Regions from separate parts of the Bombyx mori genome. Here region 2 is linked to region 1. Evidence: chromatin contacts called from public Hi-C data. All regions are on one chromosome and are shown on one strand. The core of a region is the stretch at or near the end of the contact, and the rest is flanking DNA. Distances in the headings are between cores, read along the strand shown. Region 1 overlaps LOC101742172. Region 2 overlaps LOC101742172.

What was found. Hi-C and Micro-C count contacts between places; a contact is called where the count stands out from the background.
Region 2: a contact with region 1 is called in a Hi-C map of midgut, with 1.6 times the contacts expected there. The contact joins two enhancer-like sites. A contact is called at or near these places in 2 of 7 Hi-C or Micro-C datasets (midgut and whole pupa).

Annotation. Positions count from the first base shown.
Region 1 is chr11:9,488,554-9,494,296 of ASM3026992v2, forward strand. All of the region lies in intron 1 of LOC101742172, which reads left to right. LOC134199681 (a long non-coding RNA gene) reads right to left here. Exons shown (of 2, transcript XR_009974274.1): 2 at 2,837-3,475. Among protein-coding and RNA genes, the nearest start is that of LOC134199681, 9.0 kb to the right of the region's middle. Within about 2 kb of position 3,793, at least 2 of the 8 cell types and tissues checked have open chromatin away from gene starts, as enhancers often do.
Region 2 is chr11:9,530,298-9,536,654 of ASM3026992v2, forward strand. All of the region lies in intron 1 of LOC101742172, which reads left to right. Among protein-coding and RNA genes, the nearest start is that of LOC101741882, 18 kb to the right of the region's middle. Within about 2 kb of position 2,619, at least 3 of the 8 cell types and tissues checked have open chromatin away from gene starts, as enhancers often do.

The DNA of each region.
Region 1 (5,743 bases), core at 2,543-5,042:
AGGTTTCTGGGACCCCCGGAGATCACTGAGAATACCGCCATTCTCCTTGTTGTTAACGAAACAGCAATAACTCCTCCACAGCAGAATAAGACCGGACTGGCTGAAACACGCGGGCTTCTACGGGAGATATTGTATTAAAAATATTTTAAACCATAATACGAAACGATTACAAAGAGCCAATAAATTCGAAAAGTTTCCACAGTAAAAGACCTCGCGTCCATTAACCACAGCCATAGATTTTCTTCCGCGTCCAAATTAAAAGTTCGAAATATAAATAAACTTTTCGTTATCCCGGCAAAGCTACGTGAAGAATAATTTTAATGGACTTTGATAATATCTATTTTTTTAAAACAAAAATTTTCAAGTGTTTTATGAATCTTGTTGCTATTATTTCTATTGCATATTTTATATTATAGTCAATGTTCGTAGTTTATTAAAGATGACCATTACGTAGACATATATAATGGTAAAATTACTATGGAATGCGATATGGGATACGATGGAATACGATCTCAAAACAAAAGAATCTTATAAAAGACCTAAAATAGTTACATAACTCTTCAGAAATTCCAATATAATGACAATCTAAGTAAAAGCTACCGCTTAAATTGACATTCAAACAATGTAATTTAAGTACATAGATATTTGCTTATCTCACAAACTTCCAAGTAGCACTTATGTTTAGTTTAAATTGGTCTGAAACTATGCCATATTGTATTGTATATTAGGTTACGTAAAATTAGATTCCGCTTGTTTAATATTTTCGTACTAGACGACAACCTTTTTTTATTTTTTAGGCATATAACGAACAGATATCGTCCACTGAATTTCTTGCTGGATCTTCTTCTCAGCGAGTCGCGATTCCGACTCGGTGGTAGATTCTGCGTAGTACTGCTCTTGCTAGGGATAGCGTTAGCAAATTCTCTCAGGTTGAGCCCGTGAGCTCATCTACCCGTCCGGGCGTAAATAAAATAACCCCTTAGGTTACCAGCGAGTAGGTAGGGAAAAAAGAAAAACAAGTACCAAGAATTAATCGTTCAGGGAAAGATCCCCGGGAAAAGGCAAGCCAGTCGGAGGCAGCATAAATTGATCGTCAAAGGGTGGATGGACCGCATTACTATCTCGTTCTTCAGGGCGGCACTCCGGTCACCGCCATTGCCGAACACGTCGCTTGCGACGAAGGGCTCGACGAGTAAATTAACCCATATACACAACCCACTGAGTTTCTCGGCGGATCTTCTCAGTGGGTCGCGTTTCTGATCCAGTTGTAGATTCTGCGAAACACTGCTCTTGTTAGGCCCAGTGTTAGCAACACTCCTGGTTTGAGTCCCGTGAGCTCACCTACTCGCCCGGTTACGCTGACATAGCCTCTCAAGGCTATAAGCTTAGGTAGGAAATTGAAAAAGGGCGGCAGCCTCGACATTTAGGACAGCTACGCCATTGTCCAGCCCCGCTACGATTGATATTCTAAGATAACTCCATTACGACCAACATTAAGAAGTCCATTAGGATTCCATTAAGTCATGCGAAATTTGTTCACGAATTATCACTAATAGCAGATTTCAGTACAGATAAGTGAAAGCTTACCCTTCGCCCATGTTCTGGCTTTATTGCATGCTTTATTGAATTCGTTTTATTGCAGAAATACAATGAATTAGTCGATATTCGATGGGATTGGTGGTTTTTGAACTAGGTACGTAGAACTAATCTGAAGATATTGTTCTATGGTACTTCAGCATAGACGCTTAGCTTTCTAGATTTCCATAACCTTAGCCATGAAAATGTATGAAAACTGTTTATTTTTATAGAACACCATCATCATACAGTTATTTCGTATAAAATATTTACAAAAAATCATTAATTATCACTCTTTCTATTAGTGAAAACCATATCAAAATAGGAAGCGTGGATTAGAAGAAGTGGCTTTCTCAATAGAGATAGAGATAGATAGATAGAGATTCTCAATAGAGAGAGCTTATTTTAAATAATATATTTTCTGAAAAATAATGATAATTTAAATGTATAATAATAATTTTAAATATCTATAATGTAAATTTCGTACTAACAGTCGAAGAAAATGATTTCGCTACTTAATTATTATTTATCACCAAAACACGTACTAAATACCTACACACTTACTACATACTTACACATGTTTAATCATTAGAGTGTAAATTTAAATGTGTAATAAATATTTTGTCATTCAAAATACCATACACTTTTATGTATTCTGAATGGTTTTTAAATTATGTACCCTATTCTGTTAAAAAATTTCATTCACTAAACACATACTTTTCAAAGGAACAAATGGGTCATATTAACCACGTTGTCGCGATAAGACACATCGCTATTCCGATATATTTATATCGTTTTAAATTCTCATACACGATTTCATTTATCGTTCAACAAAATAATCTACTTACCGAATGTAATTTGCGCTTTGAATAATTCATGAGCGAGCGGAAAGAAGTTTAATTCACACACGAGTACCTATTTCACTAACAAATGTATCTTTTATATTCAAAGCACTTGCTTTTAGTAGGTGACCCTAATATAGGGATGTGCATTCATTCTTACTAGGCGAATGTTTGGGGTGGGTCAGACCTGATGCGATGAATTTAAATAGATAAGAATCGTATATGGATAATCTGTTTGAATTTATTGGAACGAAGTTCTTTATGGGACGATGCGGAGGTGTAACCTAACCGGGAAAAAGCGTCCGTAACGTAAGATTTTGTTATATATATATATTAGTACCGTACGCTAAAATTTATGAATTGCTTTAAACGTTGTTAAAACTTAATTGATCGTTTACGTTATAAATGAAACACCAAAATTTTCATGTATGTATAATATTTAATATTGTTTTAGATTCCCTTACTCCAGTATAGCATAATAATCAAAACAAATAGAAAGCATAACCTGGTTTCTTTCTCGTTTCTCGTCCACGACTACGTGGTTTGGTTTCAGAATTCCAAGTTCATCATTGACCAGCGAGCCTATATAGCTAGGTATAAGCTAAATTTTGTACAGAACATCATTATTTTAGATTTAACAGAACTATCGTAACAGAAGGCCGAAAATTCCCGAAAAATAATCGGAGTTAGCTGATCAAGCATATGTGATCCGGTGGCCTCTTGTCCATTCAAAATGTACGTGCTTTGGTTTCCAAATGTCCCTTAGCTCTGATCAGCGTTACCCCAGTCCCTTACAAACTCCAAAGCTTTTGTTTTCTAAGTTAGATTGTGTTAGAATTTTCTACGGCACCGCTGACAAGGAAGGGTTGTTTTCATTAATCCGAAAAGTTACAAGGTCCCGATTATTCGGATAAAGTTCTTGCTGATTTCGTGTACCGCTCGTTTTGTATTCGTTCGCTTGATGTCATCGTTTCGGCTTTGTTTACATTTGTTATTTGGCAACGTTGTATTCTCAGTTGGCTTGCGAGGTCGCTGACCGTTGTCTCCGGCTTGGAAACCTATAAAATTTAAAATGGAAATTCGAAGAATGATAAAATGAAAAAAAAATGCTTCTATTCGTGTTTCGATCCAGAATAAAACACGTATCTAGCAGATATAATAACGAGAGTGCTTGTTTTATTTCGCAAATAATAAATAGATAAACTAGAATCGAAATACCCAACCTAGATGTCGATGACAGTACCCATAAATGAATCTCATGAAATCTTTATCACGTACTTAATCAATAAAAGCGGAGCCAATAAACTTGGAAAAGCCACACAATTCTAGATTAATAAAGTCTTGTATTGCACAACATGCTACGCTATGCTATGATATAGCATAGCATCATAGCAATATACAATGTAAGCGATGTAAGGATTCGAAAAACGAACAATGAACTAACTACTTTAAAATGTAAGATTTATTCAGTTTTCAAGTTTTAAACGTAAACCACTTTTACGGATTAATCACGGATTTATTAACCTGTCATTATATTATGTTATTTCCAACGTATGCAATACTTAACAGTGTTCGTGGGCACGGACGAATACGGTGTCATCGGCACTTGAATATTGTGCTAGCTATCGTATAATTAAAAAAAAATGATATTTACCTTTCTTTTCACACAGAAATAACTAATTTTGAGATGTTTGAACTTTATTTTAAATAGGGGTAAAATAAAGTTCATTTGGCTAGGCACAACCATAACAATAAAGAATAGTTTTCGTTTCAGTAACTTTTGTGTATGGTGAACCAGCAATACAAATTGAGGGTAGCGTTCCGATACCGCGTTCGCGACACCGTTTCCTCCCCTTTTTTTTGGTCAGGAGGAAATCGCCGGACTCCACCCTCCACTGGGGATGGTGGGCATGTCGGAGTCGAACCGACTAAAGCCTCTTGTCGCTCAACAACCCACGTCTGAGCCTCGCATGAGACAGAACTCATGAAAAACCAAAGGAAGGAGAGTGAAGCGTTTAATGCGGAGCACATCTCCCATCACCCTCCCCCTCGGGACGCTGTACTGGCGGTCGTCAGCGCCACGAGCACCAACCAGCTCGGTTAGCAGGCTGTCCGAAGCCCGCCTAGACGGCGCCGGTTAGACTGTGTTATCCTGCGGAATACCCCGCTGGGTCAGAACCAGCGTGGGTCGAGGATAACCGGCTTTCCATCGCTCGGATGCTCTTGTGTAAAATGCGTGCAGAGCAGCTTGCACGTCGTCTTCTTAGGCCCCCTTCGCCGGGTCCCAGACCGACATATGAGGGGTACCCGAAACACTTAGAGGGCCAGAGATTGGGTGAAATCCGCCTCTCTGGCCTCCGTTCGACGGCGGCGGGCTTGTGCGTCTCTCACGCGCCTAGCCGCCTCCTCGAGCATCGCCTTCCACGACTTGTCATCGCCGAGCATCGATGCCACAACATTCGGCAACAACAAGTCGTTTCGTATTTTTGCGACGAGGACACGGCCCCACCCCTCCCATGTGGTGCAGGCGCCGAGCGTGTGCAGGAACTCACCGAAGCAACCATACCCAGTGAGCACCCGCATGAGCCGAAAACTGAGGCGTCCTCTATCACGATTCACCCAATCCACAAGGACTGGGCGAATCGCCTCGACGGTCCTACGACCAGCCGAAGGATCGGCCAACCGCCTGGATCATGACTCCAGCATCCGTTTCCCATTAGCTGATTTTTAATAGCGCCACATTATACATTGCGTGGAGTGAAAGAACAATTAGAAGCTAATTTTTATTGTGATTTTTTAACGTTACCATGTAGTTAACATCACGACCTGTCTTCATTTTCAGAAACCTTAATATCGGTATATTCCTTTAATACGATCACATAGCTTTATTAAGACGTTTCGTAAACTCGGTTCATTACTCTGGGTATTTTGCGCGTTGTGGTGTGTTTATGTTTACTTTGGATGTTTTGGCGACAGTCTAGTTATGTTTATCTGTATATATCTTTCTTGGAAATGAACGTTTTTTAATTATCTATGCGTTGATTTTTTTTATATAGCATAGATGGGTGGACGAGCTCACAGCCCACCTGGTGTTATGTGATTAGTGGAGCTCATAGACATCTACAACGTAAATGAGCCACCCACCTTGAGATATAAGCTCTAAAGTCTCAGTATGGTTACAACGGCTGCCCCACCCTTCAAACGCATTACTGCTTCACGGCAAAAATAGGCAGGGTGGTGGTACCTACCCGTGCGGACTCACAAGAGGTCCTGCCATCAGTAATTACGCAAATTATAATTTGAAATAGCTCGATACATTTTAGCGT
Region 2 (6,357 bases), core at 1,369-3,868, 41 kb after region 1:
AAGCGTGAAAGTAATTATCGTTAAATTAATTATTATTAAATATCGTAATTATCTTATAATACTCGTTGATGTTCGTAAATGAAAAATGTTTAGTATTAAACAAAGTGGTGAGAATTTTTAAGAAAAGTATAAAATTTTACTAAACTTTTGTTTTATCAAAAGATGCTCTCTATACCTTTACTTTGACAAGGACTGTGATAATAAATTATAATTTAGAGACATGAGTAATAATTACAACTCATTAATAAAATATACTATTTCCTATTAAATTCGAATAGAATTTATAGAAAATTTACCTTGTATATAGAAATGAAACACTTTTCTAATACGAAGTTATTTCTCTACCATTATTACGAGCTCACCGTAACCAAAAGTCGAAACCAAAATGCAATTATTGCTTCCCTAAGAATAAAAACCTTACCATACGTCAGAGGCCCCAGGTGAGCGAAGCACGGCTCTTGCTAGGGTTCGTGTTAGCAACATCGTCAGGTTTGAGCCCCTTGAGCTCACCTATTGGTCCGGTGACGCTGATATGGTATCTCTAAAGTACTCTAACATCAGGTTAGGTAGGAAAAAAAAGTGAAGTTGAAGGCATGCTAATTAATGATTATTTAGGACGTCGAATCGTAATTATTAAATGTAAGTAAACCTTTTGATGTAATTTTAACAAAAACTTTATTTGTAATCTAACTAGATTAAATCATAAAAGTGATCGCTTAAATTTCTCAATAACATATTGAAATAATATAATTTGAAATAATGTAAATGTTATACTTAGCCGTACTGCTATGATTTTATGTTTTTCATTGCACAACTCCGCGAAAAATAAAAAATAGTTTTCTTTTCTTCGTTTTAACAAAATTCCATGAAAATAGATCAAATAGAAAAAAAGTAACTAGGTAACCAACCCGCTATCTAGAATAACGCCTACGTTATTATTTTTACGATCTAGCTTAACGGCTTTGTGGCTTTAACACGGCCAAACCGGTTATCTAGTAACTATTTCCTGCAGCCCTGTTTAATTAAAGTTTTAATTACGTTTTCCGAATTTCCCAGTTGTGTTATCAACATATCAGGTCAAAGTGATTTAATGCGCGGCCTGTTTTTGTCACGAAACAGCGCGACGCGGTGATTTTACAATACAATTGAAACATCCTCATGTGATCATCATCTTAAATTTTAAGGCGGTATTCGCATTGAGATTTAAATGAGATCTTACAAGTAAATAACAGTAAGTAGGTCGTAGGCAATTCATAACCAGCGTTAGAAATGAAGCGTTAACGAAATTTTACAGCTGTAGCTAGAGCTATGTCGTATAAAACGAATATGGAAATTGAACCCGCGATCCTCGGCCCAGCAGTCACGGGCTCTAACTACTACGCTACTGAGTCAGTACAATACATAAGTGCTTCGCTTATTCAGTGTTTCTATTTAGCCCACAGAGTTTTTCGCCGAATCTTCTCAGTGGGTCGCGTTTCCAACCCGGTGGTAGATTCTGCAAAACACTGCTCTTGCTAGGGCTAGTATTAGCAACGTCGTCAGGTTTGATCCCATGAGCTCACCTACTCACTCGGAGAATTTACTATAACCCCACGAGGCTACTAGAATAGGTACGAAAAAAATCTCTATTTAGTATGTCTCTACCACTGTGAAATATTCGTTCGTTCTTAGGATACCACTTGCTATCATACTACTTCTCAATTGTGGTACTGGTCCCTACCAAAATCGACCACTTAGTTCAATCTACGGCTTTTATCATCCATTTTCAGTATATACATAGAATATCAGTAAAAATCGTTATACTAAAGCCTCGATAAATTAAGCGTCCGTCTCTTCGTTAAACATCTGATATTGTTAATACTGACATTTAAGAACAAACACATGTTTGTACTATAGTAGTAAATTCTAGCGCACTAATGGTGTGCATGGGAACTGCGTCACATCCTGTGGATACACAAAGACAACCACGTGCGTACATTTAGTGCGTGCGTCACGCATCAATACATATTGTTTGTAAGAAAGTTTTTTTTTTTATGATTGAGAGATTACTGGTGGCCCGAAGGCCTTTCCAGTTTCACCAGGACAGGTGGGCGAGCAAAGGCTCAGCCAGGAGGGGTGGGATTTGCTAACAGCTGCCCGAGCGCCTCCGAAGGAGACCTAACAACTCAAGAGCAATTGCTTCGCGAATGAATCTACTACCGGATCGGAATCGCGACCCGTTGAGAAGATCCGGCGAGAAACTCAGCGGGCTGATGCATGGGCTAGGTTGCACGTCGACCTCTTTGTCGAGTTCAACGAGTACGGTTACTGGGGTCCCTAAGCCTGCTCCTAGTATTAGAGCTGAAGGCATCTAATGCAAAGGTTATTGGATCTGATGGATCCGTAAGGACGTGTTGTAAGAAAGTACTCGGATTGTATCGTCACACCACATAATTGTTTGTTACATCCATGCAGTTCTTTATTTTACGTACTTTTTTAATCAATTTCCCAATTATAATTTGGTGAATTAAAGCTTTGGAGGATATGAACACGGTTCCGATATTGAGTTTTATCGCTAGAGCACAGTGGCTACCCCAACAATTGACACTTCTTTTATTATAGTATATTTTTTTATTACGACGATATGTGCTCCGTATAAATGAGTGCATTGAAACTCTAAGGGTGAAGCCACGGTATTGAAGGTACGGTAGACGACGACTATTTTATTGTATAATAGAATTTTATAATCCAAATTACTTTTACGGTTTCATTTCCCGTAGGTATACTGTTGATATTATTTTCGAAGCTTCGAAACTTTACATTTTCTCTAGTCACGATTTTTTTTATAATATGTCGTCTATTAAATAAACATTACCAATAATATAAGCGAGATTGAACCATACAAGTAGTTTTAATTATGCTTACAACTCGCAAAATCCGTAGAAAAGTACTACAGGTGTTTACTAGATTAACAAACAATTAAATTTTAATGATTTATTAGATACACAGCTCTCGATCTAAAATGAAAAGTATTGCTCTAGGGACCCCAAATATTAAATTCAACGAGCAACTAATTCGTAAATTACATTTAAGAAAATTTAAAGTACTCTTAATTGAATACAATGCTACTTAAAACTTGGTTAAATGACAATACGCCCATGACCAGAATGCCTTTTACGAACAATCTCAAAGTACCCAAATTATTTTCGTAACTTTAAAATGACTTCATAAAGTGTAACATCAAAAACAAAAGTGCCAGGAAACGATAAGTATTCCAAATTATGTGTTGTGCCATCTAAACGGGAGCGTGAGATTATTGATAACTTTAATTTAACAACAAAAGAATAACTTTCACTCGTTATTCAATACTTGATTACGCTGCGGTGATTTTTATGAACTTGATCTACTAAACAGTGATTGTATATACGAGACGCGACGCGCTGTTTAACTCGGACTAAGTTTTTGAATCATTGCATTGGTCTGGAATATACCAGATGAATTGTAGATTAATATAAAAAAAGACGTATCCCGGCGTTACTCAGGTAATGTCATTTACTATGCTAAAAAGTTTTAACTCAACGAAATATCCGTTTAATATACAGAAAGTCCTTATTTATATTTACATTTTTCAAAGACCTTGAAAAAATCAGATGTACGGCAACCGACAAGCACTTCAAAGGCTTTTTGTACTGCCTCTCGAGTATTGATTTTATCCTTGACAATTTTTTTAAATTTGTCCAAACTTTGAAAAAAGTAGAAGTCCGTTGGCGAAACGTCTGGTAAGTGCGGTTAATGACGCAAAACTTCCAACCCTTGCTCTTGTAACTTTTTCTTTCCTTCCTAAGCTGATAGCTTTGAAAGGCTATGTCAGTGTAACCGGGCGAGTAGGGGAGCTCACGGGGCTCAAACAGGGAATGTTGCTAACACTGGCCCTAGCAAGAGCAGTGCTTCGCAGAACCTACCACCGGATCGGAAACTCGACCCACTAAGAAGATCTCGAGAGACGCAGTGGGCTCTTGTAGCTCAGAGATCGTCGGTTGTGCCTTATGAGGGCGAGCCTTGTCGTGTAGGAGGAACGGGTGATTAACCAAGGCTGGCCGGATATTCTACAAGCCTATCATTGAGTCCAGTTGCTCACAGTACGTCCGCAATAACGCTGATGGCATTTGTTATAAATCTATGATTAATCATACTGACACATGAGCACCAAGCACTGACCATGATTTTTAGACGTAAGTTTTCGTTTGGTGCATTGCCTGGGTGCTGATCCATAGTCTAATCAACATAAGGACCGCTTACGACTCTAACACATATCGTCTTTCACACAATTTATAAGCCTCCTCCAAGCCTAATCATAGATAGGTAAAGACGGATTATACTCGAAATTTTATCCAAATCTGCTAATCCATTATTGCATGATTTAATAATAAACATACAAACTTTTTTATATATGTACTCCTTCTTAGTCTTCTGAATCGGCAATGCTGTATATGTTAAATAAAAATGTATAATACTTAAAGTACATTGTGGTTTTTATGGGCTGCATCTAATGCGAAGACTGAGGTCCGGTGGTATCTTCCGACTACCTTGAAATACATTACCGACTCGACTGGGCAATACACCACCACCATATCAATATGTCATATTGGATGACCGGCCGGATCTTCTCGGTGGGTCGCGACTCCGATGGTAGATCTCTAGGGCTAGTTAGCTTTAGCTTTTAGATTCAGCCCTGTGAGCTCATCTACCAAACCGGTGAAGCTGGAATAGCCAGCAAGGCTACCAGCGGAAGGTAGGGAAGAAATGTTTCCTCCTGATAAATTAAGAGACTTTATTACAGCTCCTACAATTAAATTGACAAACAAACAACGACACATCGATGTGAATGCCACAGCAAAAACCTATTGCGATTAGGTGAGCTGTAAATGAATCTTTAATGGCAATAAAAGGTAGAACAAACATGGCCCAATTATCGCAAATCTTTCAAGTTATCGCTGCGGTGCAATAAGAGAAAAGATTTGGGATTGAATCGCACTCCGGACTGCAGACAAAAATTTTCGTTTCATCAATGGATACGGTTATTTAAATCCATTTCAACTTATACCATTTATTGCAATACCGGTTTTCAAACTAACACGTAATTTTAAATTCCAAATTTGAATATGGACAATCCCGTGCCACCCGAAGTCGTTAAACAGTTAAGTGCCGAGATGCCCTGAAGTTTTCACTCAACGTCAAGCTCAGTTGTGGACTTCTGAATAGATTTACGATGTTCGTTTTAGCGTTTGTTAATTCTTATTATAGTCGTAAAGAAAACGTTGATAGTACGAAACTCTTTGCCACTGAAATTCGATTCAGAGAATCTAATAAATGAGGTGCCAAACTAGAGAAATACTTACCTTGAAAATATAAATAGTTAATTTTAAATTCCAAATTTGAATATGGACAATCCCGTGCCACCCAAAGTCGTTAAACAGTTAAGTGTCGAGATGCCCTGAAGTTTTCACTCAACGTCAAGCTCAGTTGTGGACTTCTGAATAGATTTACGATGTTCGTTTTAGCGTTTGTTAATTCTAATTATAATCGTAAAGAAAACGTTAATTGTACGAAACTCTTTGCCACTGAAATTCGATTCAGAGAAGCTAACAAATGAGGTGCCAAACTAGAGAAATACTTACCTTGAAAATATAAATAGTAACACCTGAATTATTTAAAAAGAGGCGTTACGAAAATAGCTCACAGAATTCTGGTGGCCTGTAGATAAATAGATGTTTTCATTTGCTTTCGGTTCTGTGCCGAACATTATTTTTTTTATTTTTTTTATGTATCTGTTTAGTTCACTTAAGAATGCATTTAAGTTAGATTTTGCGATAGGAAGCTAAATCTTTATACAATTGAAGTGCAAACAATCAAAACAGATATTTGTCAAATACCAAAAAGCATTTATGTAAGCCCTAACGCTTGGAAATCTATATGCCCGTCTGTCTACAAGGGCAATAAAAAATAAAATCCTTGCGAATCTAATAAATTATCACAAAGAAAATGTTCCTAAATGCTGCGTAAAGAAATGAACGTGTACCAATCATTTAGCATACATTGAGAAATATGCATCTTATTTCAACTAGTCAATTCCAATACAAAACTTATACATATCAATTAATTCCGCGTCTAAATTTAAAGAGACTGTTTAATTAAAGTTGAAAAATGTTTAGGTTCCGCGACCACCGACGAAAACGTAACGCGCCATTATAAATAGGCCAGAGTTCCGTAGATTTATATCTTGTCAGTTAAATTTATGGGACGCCATGATACCATGAGATGGGAATTGTGAGAGATTTTAAATTTTCAATACACGTCGACATTTGTAACGTTCTGTGA